Linked DNA regions of Zea mays: region 2 is linked to region 1. Evidence: chromatin contacts called from public Hi-C data. All regions are on one chromosome and are shown on one strand. Each heading gives the region's core, a stretch centred on a gene start, on an enhancer-like site or on the middle of the called end of the contact. The rest is flanking DNA. Distances are from core to core; before and after follow the strand shown. Region 1 holds the start of LOC100191674. Region 2 holds the start of LOC100216809 (putative glycosyl transferase family protein).

Region 1 (6,571 bases), core at 510-3,009:
CATCAAGAAAAAAGGTACATGTGTCTCCATAACCATGGCAAAGACAAACAATTGCTCTCATTCGACGATTCTCCGGAAACCAGCATTTTGAGAAAATCTCCACACCCCTAGAGTTATGCTCACATGACTGTAGAAGAGAAAGATTCCGAAGGTAGAGTATTAATTAACAAGCTGGCACAAAATTCTAAACATAGAATAATTAGATGGTGTTTCATTATCCTTTCAGAGTCAGGAATACCATTGAGCAAACTGACATTTTTGCATAGCATATTACCACCTGAAAATATCTTCCATACAAGGAAAAATGATCTATAAAATAGCCAACTCCTGAAGGTTCATCACTCACAGCAAAACACCTACCAAAGCAAAGGAGAAACTAATGTACTATTGGACATGCCATGTGAATTTCAACATTACAGTGCCCTGTACTTACTTTTTTAAAAAACAAATACTGCAACTATCCAATATTTCAACACGGTGAGCACTCGTTCAATACTTCAATTCAATTAAATAAATAACACACCTCACTTGCATAGAGTAAAACATTCAAATATTTCTCCAATGTACAGTGTGCACTCATTAGAAAGAAAACAAGGGATCAACTCTATGGCATAAATAACCTTGTACAGAAATGCATGAAATAAATTTATGTTGCAGTATGACATAAATAACCTTGTATAGAAATGGATGAAATAAATTTATGTGTTGCAGTAGAAGTTGAGGGATCTAATTATTATGAAGAAATCATAGAGTTTAAGATATAGTACCTCCTTTGTTCTGATGCCACTATATTGTCCCTGCATCATAATCCGAATGCAAGTGAGAGAGATCATCCATAGCATGGGAAATCATAAAGCCTGTTTTCTATGCCATCATTTGAAGTGAGATGATTGAAAAAATATATTATAGCAGAGTTTATTTATATTCTACAAAAACCATTGCACTGGAGATTAAAAAGCCAAAAAATAATAATATTGTACAGTATTACTAGTACCCACCCATACTTCCAACCAATTGATAACACATGCTTTGCCTAGACATCTTTTAGATGAAGGCCAGAAGTTTGTGGTTCACAAAAACGAAACATTTTATTATAAACACAGGTTTCTATTGCAGCTTGTTAGTCTATTCTCTCAACTAGTAGACAATAACGCACGAAAACAGTACTTGTATTATCTTGCCCAACCAATCCTATCCTGGCACGTCACTAAATATGAAGAACCGATAATAAGAACGAACATAATTTCTGGAACACGAGAAAAAGTGGCACCTTTAACTGGATTTTAAGCAAATAGGCAAAATAGGGGGAGGGGTTGACCTTGAAGAGGCAATGGTCGATGCTGAGCTGAACGTCCTTGAAAGCCTCGCGGATGCGGCGGCGCTCGGGGGCCTGGTCCAGGCACGCTGCCAGCACCTCCCTCTCGAGCACCTCGTCCACTAGTCCCTCCCACTTCCTTGGAGCCTGCGCTGGCGCTGCCGCCGCAGCCGACATCGCCGCCGCGCCGGCACCCCGATTCGTCGGCCGGCTGCGTTGAACGGATGAATTCGGTTAGCAGATCCGCTGCGGAAAGAGGAGGCGGATGGGAGGCAATGGACGGACGACCCACCTACCGCGAGAAGACGGGGGCAGTGAGGAGGGGCGGCGGCGGGAGCGCGGGGAGGAAGACCTTCGCGAAGGCCCGTGGCTTTGACGCCATTTATTGTGCCTCTTTTTTCCTTTTTTTAAGAAAAGGCTGTGCGCGCACAGCATACATTTTTCCTCTTGGTTCTTCGGTAGAGTACTTCTTTACGTCACGGAAGCCTTTTGCGGGCAATCGAAAGCCAGTGTAAATGTACATTCAAAATACTACAATACTATTTTGTGATGTAGATTAAGCTATTTATAGAGTGAAAGAAGTAAGATAGAGGCTGATATAGAAAGTCTGATAGAGATTGTCTTATCTTAAAATGTTTTTATTGGGTAGTGTAAAATAAGACAATTTAACACTGTTTGTAGAATAAAGTTTAAAATAAGAAATCCGATAAATGATGATAAGATAATCTGATAGAGATAGCTTAAATGGACAAAATATTTGCAAAACCAAAGAACTTTTAAGTCTATCACACATAATCTAAAAGTGAGCATAGGTGGTTTGAATTTGGTATCAATCAAGTAGACTTTTTTTTTATTTTCTCTTTGCATGCTTTCCTTTACTTTCATTAGGCTATCTCCAGCATATTCTCTACCACATCTTCTATTTTAAACTTCACTCTGCAAATAATATCATCTACAGTTTGTGTTCCCTATTTTACACTATCCATTGTAGATAGTCTTACAAGGGGTGCGGTAAGTGACATGATAATGAATGTGTTGAGCACCGTATGTGGCATCTAGGAAGGCCGGGCGGTCTGCGTCCCAGATAGTCTGCGGGATAGCCTGAACGATTCGTGACTAGATTAACGTAGACAAGAAAGTCTTTTTTCGTACGTGCTTATCTATCTAATCACGTGGATTATGTTCGAGGACACCTAGAAACAGGTCTAGACATTCCCTATATATGGAGTACGACCGATTGTCGAAGAAAACAATCGAACCAATCAATCAATATTTCATTTCTTTACTTTCTTGTCCTAGGAGTAGCAGTAATTTAGACCTAGTTTAGCCTTTCCCCACCCCCAAATCTTCATTCCCTTCGATTCTACGTCGTCTAGGGATGCCGCGGGTGGCCTACCGACCCCGGGGCACCCCATGGAACTCTCCTTCCTGACGGGTTCCTTCCCTGAGGAAGGTACTAGGGATTTTTCGAGGAGGAAGACGACTTTGCGCTATCGCAGACCGTCCGCACTGGCGCAGAAGGCACCACCAGGCGGTATATACATCCCTATTGTTTGACCCCAAATCGGAGCCAACACACTTTTTGGCGATTCCGGTGGGGACAAGTGGTGTGACCTAGCAGGGATCGTCAATAGATGATCGGTTCAATGGATCAAACCGAGGTTTCTCCTAACAATATCATGAAGCCAACTGAAAGTCGCCTAGAGGGGGGGTGAATAGGGCGAAACTGAAATTTACAAAGTTAATCATAACTACAAGCCGGGTTAGCGTTAGAAATATAATCAAGTCCGCGAGAGAGGGTGCAAAACAAATCGCAAGCAAATAAAAAGTGTGACACACGGATTTGTTTTACCGAAGTTCGGTTCTCGCAAACCTACTCCCTGTTGAGGTGGTCACAAAGACCGGGTCTCTTTCAACCCTTTCCCTCTGTCAAACGGTCCCTCGGACCGAGTGAGCTTTCTCTTCTCAAATCAACCGGGAACAAAACTTCCCCGCAAGGACCACCACACAATTGGTGTCTCTCGCCTTGGTTACAAGTGAGTATTGATCACAAGAAAGAATGAGAAAGAAGAAAGCAATCCAAGCGCAAGAGCTCAAAAGAACACAACAAATCACTCTCACTAGTCACTAATGCTTTTGTGGAATTGGGAGAGGATTTGATCACTTGGGTGTGTCTTGTATTGAATGTCAAGCTCTTGTAAGTGGTTGGAAGGTTGAAAACTTGGATGACTTGAATGTGGGGTGGTTGGGGGTATTTATAGCCCCAACCACCAAACTAGCCGTTTGGTGGGGCTGTCTGTCGCTTGGTGCACCGGACAGTCCGGTGCGCCAGCCACGTTACCAGGTCGTTGGGTTCTGACCGTTGGAGCTCTGACTGCTGGGCCCGCCTGGATGTCCGGTGGCACACCGGACATGCACTGTAGAGTGTCTGGTGCGCCACTTTGTGCATGCCTGACTTCTGCGCGCTCTGGCGCGCATTTAATGCTGTAGCAGGTGACCGTTGGCGTTGAATAGTCGTTGCTCCGCTGGCTCACCGGACAGTCTGGTGTACACCAGACATGTCCGGTGAATTATAGCGGAGCGAATTCCCAAAGCTGGTGAGTTCCAGAGTCGCTCTTCCCTGGAGCACCGGACACTGTCCGGTGTACACCGGACAGTCCGGTGAATTATAGCGAAGCGCCTCTGGATTTTCCCGAAGGTGAAGAGTTCAGCGTGAAGTCCCCTGGTGCACCGGACACTGTCCGGTGGCCAGACCAGGGCTGCCTTCGGTTATCCCTTGCTCTCTTTGTTGAACCCAATTCTTGGTCTTTTTATTGGCTAAGTGTGAACCTTTGGCACCTGTATAACTTATACACTAGAGCAAAACTAGTTAGTCCAATTATTTGTGTTGGGCAATTCAACCACCAAAATCATTTAGGAAATAGGTATAAGCCTAATTCCCTTTCAATCTCCCCCATTTTGGTGATTGATGCCAACACAAATCAAAGCAAATATAGAAATGCATAATTGAACTAGTTTGCATAATGTAAGTGCAAAGGTTGCTTGGAATTGAGCCAATATAAATACTTATAAGATACACATGGATTGTTTCTTCATTTTTAACATTTTGGACCACGCTTGCACCACTTGTTTTGTTTTTGCAAATTCTTTTTGTAAATCCTTTTCCTCTCTTTTTGCAAATAGTCAAAGGTGAATGAATAAGATTTTGCAAAGCATTTTCAAGATTTGAAATTTTCTCCCCCTGTTTCAAATGCTTTTCCTTTGACTAAACAAAACTCCCCCTAAATGAAATCATCCTCTTAGTGTTCAAGAGGGTTTTGATATATCAATTTTGAAATACTACTTTCTCCCCCTTTTGAACATAATAAGATACCAATTTGAGATTTCCAATTGAAAATCATTTTAAAATTAGGTGGTGGTGCGGTCCTTTTGCTTTGGGCTAATACTTTCTCCCTCTTTGGCATGAATCGCCAAAAATGGAGTCATTAGAGCCCTTTTAACTACTTTCTCCCCTTTGGCAAAATAAAATATGAGTGAAGTTTATACCAAAGACGGAGTCCTTTTACTTTGTACTTAGGCTCTCTCCCCCAAAGATGGAGAGTTGCCTAGAGCGACGGCGAAGGATGAGTTACGGAGTAGAAGCCTTTGTCTTCGCCGAAGACTCCAATTCCCTTTCAATACACCTATGACTTGGTTTGAAATAGACTTGAAAACACATTAGTCATAGCATATGAAAGAGACATGATCAAGGGTATATAAATGAGCTATGTGTGCAAATCAACAAAAGAAGTTCCTAGAATCAAGAATATTTAGCTCATGCCTAAGTTTGTTAAAAGTTTGTTCATCAAGCGGCTTGGTAAAGATATCGGCTAATTGATCTTTAGTATTAATGTATGAGATCTCGATATCTCCCTTTTGTTGGTGATCCCTTAAAAAGTGATACCGAATGGCTATGTGTTTAGTGCGGCTATGCTCAACGGGATTATCCGCCATGCGGATTGCACTCTCATTATCACATAGAAGAGGAACTTTGGTTAATTTGTAACCATAGTCCCTAAGGGTTTGCCTCATCCAAAGTAGTTGCGCGCAACAATGTCCTGCGGCAATGTACTCGGCTTCGGCGGTAGAAAGAGCTACGGAATTTTGCTTCTTTGAAGCCCAAGATACCAAGGATCTTCCCAAGAACTGGCAAGTCCCCGATGTGCTCTTTCTATTGATTTTACACCCTGCCCAATCAGCATCCGAATAACCAATTAAATCAAAAGTGGATCCCCTAGGATACCAAAGCCCAAACTTAGGAGTATAAACTAAATATCTCAAGATTCGTTTAACGGTCGTAAGGTGAGCTTCCTTAGGGTCGGCTTGGAATCTTGCACACATGCATACGGAAAGCATAATGTCCGGTCGAGATGCACATAAGTATAGCAAAGAGCCTATCATCGACCGGTATACCTTTTGATCGACGGATTTACCTCCTTCGTCGAGGTCGAGATGCCCATTGGTTCCCATGGGTGTCTTGATGGGTTTGGCATCCTTCATCCCAAACTTGCTTAGGATATCTTGAGTATACTTTGTTTGGCTTAGGAAGGTGCCCTCTTGGAGTTGCTTGACTTGAAATCCTAAGAAATACTTCAACTCCCCCATCATAGACATCTCGAATTTTTGTGTCATGATCCTACTAAATTCTTCACATGTAGACTCGTTAGTAGACCCAAATATAATATCATCAACATAAATTTGGCATACGAACAAGTCATTTTCAAGAGTTTTAGTGAATAAAGTAGGATCGGCCTTTCCGACTTTGAATCCATTAGTGATAAGGAAATCTCGAAGGCATTCATACCATGCTCTTGGGGCTTGCTTGAGCCCATAAAGCGCCTTAGAGAGTTTATACACATGGTTAGGGTACTCACTATCTTCAAAGCCGGAAGGTTGCTCAACATAGACCTCTTCCTTGATTGGTCCATTGAGGAAGGCACTCTTCACGTCCGTTTGATAAAGCTTGAAACCATGGTAAGTAGCATAGGCCAATAATATACGAATTGACTCAAGCTTAGCTACGGGTGCATAGGTTTCACCGAAATCCAAACCTTCGACTTGGGAGTATCCCTTGGCCACAAGTCGAGCTTTGTTCCTTGTCACCACACCATGCTCGTCTTGCTTGTTGCGGAAAACCCACTTGGTTCCTACAACATTTTGATTAGGACGTGGAACCAAATGCCATACCTCATTCCTCGTGAAGTTGTTGAGCTCCTC
Region 2 (6,442 bases), core at 194-2,693, 620 kb before region 1:
GACCCTCCCAGAACCCAAAAAAACAAAATACATCATGATTTTTTTAAACGGGAGAGAGGTCATACTCTGTACTAAAGGTTCCTGACTCTCTCAGTCTCTCCTGCTCACGTTGCATATCATCAACCCGACAACGACTCTTGTATTCAAGATAAAAGTTCCACAGGACTTGAACGTCATTCTGTCGGTCTATCGGAGCCCCATCCTTCTTAGCAAGTTTTTGCTGCGGAATACCATGATTAGAACATGGGAAATTTAGAAATAATCACTGAGAAGAAGAATGAGCAGAAACTAAAGTAACAAGTGTACCCAGTCATGTTTACAGTGAAAGTAAGCATACCTTAATTACAGATGCCAAACCTGTCTTGAACTGAAGAACCCCTCTACCTTCACTGCTGGGATCCAGATTCTGGGCCATCGTGTACGCTTGTTCACAAACTGTGGTGCAAGACGAAAAGGAGTGACTTAAGAGAACACCAAAGTGCCAACTGTAATAAAGTAAGGCTCTGTTGGGTTCCGCTTGTAATCGGAATGTGGATCGCTGGCCACAGGAATCGATGAAAAGCGCGCAAGTGGTCTGCGGTGATCATGATTCTCACTACTGCCTCCCTCCCAACCACCACGACAAATAACTGGGCACTCTGTTCTATGTATAGCTGTTCTCCCACCGAGTATGACACCGTGCCAGGTGGTAGGCATAAGGCAAACCAAACAGGGCGTATGTCAAGGACTGTTGTGTTTCCCATCACACGAATCGAACCAAACCACAAGCCAGAAAAACCCTAAATCTTAGGTAGTGTAAGTATGGGCGCTCGTACATAGCATTAGCAAATAGCACATGACCCCCCCCCCCCCCCCCCCCCCCGAGGTTGGAGTCCAACACTGAGGACATCCTCAGTACTCAGTAGCACGCACTGCAGGCAGTAATGGGCAATCACAGCAGGATAACAAGAGATAATCCCCCAAACCGAGGACTCCAAAACCCCCATCCAAAGCTACCCCAAACAAATCAGCAGTCAGCTCCATCCATGAATTGCACTGTTGTTAACTAGGCGAGATACGTGGGAGGAAGGGACTCACGGATCCGCGCGACGTTGGGGTCCTCGACCTCGATGTCGTCGGCGGCCTGCAGGATCTGCTCTATGTTGGTGGTCCGACCCAGCGAGGCCGGCACGGCGTCGGCAAGCCTCTGCCCTCCCACGGCAGCCGGGGCTCCCCCCACGCGGAGGTGGTCCCGGTCCCGCTTGAGCGCGGCCCGCACGAGGCGCTCCCAGTTGTCCGCCACCCGCTCGAGGCCCCCACCCCTCCGGCGCCTGGACGTGGACGACGCCATCGCCGCGCGCTCGCGGCGAGCCCTAGGTCAGTCACCAGGGGAGGCGCGCCGCGTGATCTGACTGCCTACGAATCCAAGGATGCCAAGCAGTAGTGGAAGGAAGGCGTTTTGGGGAAAACCGAACGGAGGCGGATTCAAAAGCGACACTGGCTTGGCCCCTGAAGCGAGTCGAGAGGGTGGCCGGTGGGGTGTTGATTCGCGGAGGCAGGGTGAAATGCTTCCAGCACTCCTGTGTCTATTATCTCACTGGCGCTGCCGCCGCCGCGGCGCGTGGTTTTTGGTGGTGGGGTGGGGTCCTAGGCAGCGCACGCGGTAACGTAACATGATCTGCCCGCGGGCCGCGCTGCGGTCGACGCGGAGGTGACCGACTGGACTCTTACCATGACGCGTGAGAAATTTGCTCGGCAACCGAACAGTTTTTATCTCCAAAACCATATCCAGCGGTTCATGGTTTATAAGGAGCTTTTTTAAAAATCTGGTTGTAGAAAGAATTTAGCTGTAAAGAAAATTGAATATCGTGTAGATTACGTATGAAAGAAAATAAAAAAGGTATATAAGGTTTAGTATGTGAAAAGTGGTGGTTTTCTATTATAATGATTCGGTCGATTCTATGTTCAAGTTGATTTTAAAAAGATTTGACTGAAGTGATTCTCATAGAAGCAGGTTGAGAAACTGGGCGTTTAGCAGTCTGCAACAGCTTTTGGTGACCAAAAGCTGAAAAAACTAAAACAAACCGGGCTCATATCGTCTAAAACATTGTTTTGCACTATAAATGTACTGTTTGTAGGGTAGAGTTTGAATGTAGTGTTTGCTCCGATTTGGGTCCTACCGAAATGTGCTCTCTACGGCGGCACGGCCGGTCCACGGTTCTGGCCTCACGATGTTCGATTTTGTTGTAGGAGCGTCTCCTCTCTGCGTCACTTCGGGCGGTCCGCGATAGCACAGAGAGTTCTCCTTCCTTGCAGGACATAGATCTCGTCCAAGGGACCACGTCGGGAAGGAGAGATCTTATGGTGTTCCGGTCGGCATGTCACCCGGGACATTTCCAGACAGAGTAGAATCGCCTAGGGATTAAGAAAATAGGTCGAGGAAGAAATCTTGAGTGAAGTGGATTTTGCCCCGAGAGAGATCTCGTGAGGGTAAGATTCTAGGGTCGTTTTGGGGCCGGCGGACTGTGAGGCCAAAAATTGGTAGAAGAAAAAAATAATAATAAAATAAATAAATATATTTATGATAGCGATTTTAAAATTCTTGAAAACCCCTTTAAGAAGTTATTAGGACCCTTCCTATTCATAATCAATTAATAATAAACTAGTTAAACAACCAATAAATAAATAATGAAGAAAATGCATCTCTTGCTTATAATTTTGTGAAAGGCACTTTATTGAAAATATAACTTGAATTTGACCCCAAAATTTTAAGTGAAAACATAGAATAGAAAAGGAGAAAGGGAATTTTAATGGAACCATTTATTCCTCCCATAAATAAATGACAAGGAAAATAAATGATAATATTGTAAATAGTAGATGTTATAATCACATTAGTATCAACTTTGGCACTTGGGAATTTGGAAGATCAAAACATGAGTTTGAATTTGAAATGGGTTTGGAAAAAAAAGAAATAAAATAGAAAAGAATAAAGTACCTAGTTGGGCCTGGTTTTGTGCTTTCGGCCCATCTGGCCTTCCTGGTCGTGCGGCCCATTTAGACTTTCCCCCTGGTCCGCGCGTCGTCCCTCTGTAGTGTGGGCCATGCGTGTCAGCCTTTCCCTCGGACACTTGCGCGTGGGCCCGAATAGCTAGCCTCTAACTCCCTCGCGCGCGTGCTCGGTCGGGACACTGCCCGTGGGCCCCCTCTGCCAGGTCATTTCGTCCCCAACAGAACGCGAACCAGGCGGGCGAAATCCCCTCGTTGTGCTCCTTCGCCTTAACAGCTTTCCACCGTTTGTTTCACCAACTAGACCTCACTAGGGTCGCGCGGACTCCACCCCTATAAAAATTAGACCAATTATAACCTTGGCCTCGCCATTAGGTGTGGGTTTGAACCATCTGGAGCTTGGTCCACCGCCACCAACGAATCTCAGTCATAGGAAGCTACTAGGTCTATGCTCGTGCGTTGCTACGGGTGTATTAAAATGCATAACAATGTTAGTGCCAATGTGCCATTATATAGGAACTAATCCTTAGTTCAACGCACACTCTGTGTGCTAGAGTTGTTGATGACCATAATTTCCATCTCCCAACAAATTTCATGGAACAACAATATTGGATTTGTCATCACTAATAATTTCCGGGAATCTCAAGTGTAAGAAAACTAACATATAATGTATATAGTACAATGCATGTACATTGTGACAATACACAAATAAAAACGAACAATATATATTCTCATGTACTTGCTGCGGAGCTTGGTATTGTGCATTACCATGGAGAGCAGATTGGTTTGTCCCTGAGGTAGAAGGACTGCACTTGAGGTTCGACCTTGATCCCTGCACCACTTCATGAGTTCCTTCTGCTCTCGGTTGATACCTATGGCTATCGCATTCAACCATTAATGTTTTTTGTACATGGTACAAACGATGCAGCTCATGCACTTGATGCAAAGAAGCAGTATCATATGCAAAAGTTCTTGTTGCATGGATGACAAGACAACTTAGGTCTGACTAACAACTGGTCGTCAACTTATTACAGAACTGGAGCAGTCTGTTAACTTCTCGTCGTCTATGTGTGCAAATATACCTCACAAATTATGGTGTTGCTTGCTACGTACCTGCTGCCTGAAGACCTTATCATGCTCCACGATTGTTCTCCGAATCGAGTCCTTGCTATCATGTTTGCACTCCTCGACCATTGGGTCTTCCCAGGTGCGTAAAATCTCTTGCTCACCAGCTTCCAGCAACAATTCAGTTGTTTTCTGGGTATTACCTCTACCTTCTATATATCTCGTGGCGGTTATCCCCTTTGTCTCCAACAGGGTGGAGAGGATTCTGTGAACACGAAGCAAATCAACAGCCATACCTGAAACATCCAGTCTGAAAGGTCAGTAACTTGTTTACGGTTGTAGCTTGAGTCGATCACAAGCGAATGATGGGTACTGATGAGCTAACAGCGAATCAAGAACCAAACAAAGAGAAACCAAAGATCTACTCACCTGCATCCCTGGTTATCATGGTCCAGCTACTGCTTATCTCGCATTTTCCCTCTTCTTTGGTTACAGGTCATAGCCCCCGGCAGTGCCCATACGTCGCAGGGACGCAGAACGGGAGGAAGCTCGCGTGGCTCTATCCTCAGAACCCATTACTCATCTCAGAGCCTAGCTGTGGGAGAGTTCCGAGCAAGATACTTCGTCGCTCTATCTCTCATCCTTCTGTGCGCTTATGAAGCCAACAACAAACAAGAGACGCCGACCAGAAGTGAAGAAAAAAAGCTAGTGATGCGATAAACAGAAATGGCCAATACTGCATTCATCCACTACAGACGCGTAGTGTTCCAGCGGCGTGGGGGCGATGAGGAGGCCCACGGCCACGCGCTCGACGCCGCCCCATGCCCACATCGGGCGTAGATCCACGATCTCGGGCGAGGTACGGGACCGAGGGGTGGCGCTCGGCGGCGATCTCGAGTGGGGGCTGGGACCGGACATCACATGAGGGGTGGCGGCGGGGGGGGCAGGCGTGTGGATGCCCTCCCTATTCCTTCAACCTGACGAGGGCTCCCCCGGAGCACCGGGACGCCGCGATGCGTGGCCTCCGTGACTGGCTCGGCAAGCAGCGGTTCGAGCCGCAGGTGATGGCCGAGCTCGTGCACCTCATCAAGCGCCCCATGGACCGGTACGCCGCCGGGGCGAGGGGCGGCGACGGCAACGCCCCCGACCGTATGTGTCGTGTGCCATGGTCGGCAACAGCGGCGTCCTGCTGGCGCGGGAGCACGGCACGCTCATCGACGCCCACGACCTGGTGATTCGGCTCAACAACGCGCCCGCGGGCGATGGCAGGTACGCGTGGCACGTGGTTTGCGTCACGGCATGGTTTGCGGAGGCGGACGGATTGCGGCAGCGTTGGCGACGTTGGCTGTGTAGCGCGGCAGGATTTGTGGGCGGGCGGGCGGAGGCGAGGGCGGTCTATAGTACTAACTTAATAGATAGTAAAACCAGTTTGATAGAGAACTTTTGTCACATGGTACTATTGTTTTGGTCTGTAGATGCCTTGACGTTGCAGTATGATTTGACCTACTTAAGCATAAAAAGCCAATAAACATCCCATTTAGTTTGGATATCCATCCAAAACTGCATGTACCGGTGAGGCATGGTGTTACCTGAACTTTTTGGAGGAATGTGTTTGTTCCTTAGGAATAGCCAATAGGGGGGTCTCTACGCAGAACAACTCCATGAAAGACTGATTGATTCCGCAGCTTAAACCAAACAGCAGCACATGCCATGGAATGGTTTTGTGATGCAAACCAAACACGCTGTGAGCGACCAGAGCTTGCTCACGCAACTTGTAGTAGACAAGTGGCTTGAACATCTGCTGATCTGCACACTGCACCCAAAATAATTTAACACCAAGACTGCATGTGTGAATCTACGAGTGGGTTTTAGGGGCATCCTAGATCTACGAGTGGGTTTTAAGCGCATCCTACATCTGACAAAACCCAAGGTGACACGTCAGTGGTACTGAAGCGATCGTGATACATCGTGCAAAATTGCAAATAACCATTTTTGGATCCGGTCCCGCGGCTCCGTGGCAACGAATTCAAGACAGAGGACTGATGTTTCCCTATCCCCTGCTTTCGGGACAGATTGAGCACAGACGTTTCCCTATCACCTTGAGTCCTTGATGCATCAGCCAGCGCCCACACCCCCGTTGACAGAGGTGGGTCAAGCAAAAACAAGGAGACCGCGCAAGGAAGCACGGGGTGGGCGGGCGGGCGGTCGCGAAACAAATCAACGACATAGCCGGTGGATTACCGTGAAGCGTGGCGCCAACGTCGCTTGCGAGCCGCTAAAACCCTAAGCGCCAGCGGCCACGGACAGATCGAACGGGCACCAGGCAGGCAGCAACCGCGAACAGCAGCGCAGATCGAGGGCGGGTGGGGAAGGGGCAGGCGGACCTGAGAAT

The links. A called contact is a pair of places that touch in the nucleus more often than the background predicts.
Region 2: a Hi-C map of ear shows a contact between it and region 1, with 4 times the contacts expected there. The contact joins the promoter of LOC100216809 here to the promoter of LOC100191674 in region 1. A contact is called at or near these places in 2 of 25 Hi-C or Micro-C datasets (ear and tassel).

Annotation. Positions count from the first base shown.
Region 1 is chr1:117,060,547-117,067,117 of Zm-B73-REFERENCE-NAM-5.0, reverse strand. It overlaps LOC100191674, which reads right to left and starts at 1,759. Exons shown (of 9, transcript NM_001359709.1): 1 at 1,612-1,759; 2 at 1,319-1,526; 3 at 768-797; 4 at 1-127. The coding sequence starts at 1,697.
Region 2 is chr1:117,677,985-117,684,426 of Zm-B73-REFERENCE-NAM-5.0, reverse strand. It overlaps LOC100216809 (putative glycosyl transferase family protein), which reads right to left and starts at 1,443. Exons shown (of 51, transcript NM_001348664.1): 1 at 1,078-1,443; 2 at 338-435; 3 at 66-220. The coding sequence starts at 1,330. It overlaps LOC103644874, which reads right to left and starts at 4,660. Exons shown (of 4, transcript XM_008668027.2): 1 at 4,480-4,660; 2 at 4,095-4,346; 3 at 3,702-3,921; 4 at 1,574-1,805. The coding sequence starts at 4,498. The coding sequence ends at 1,574.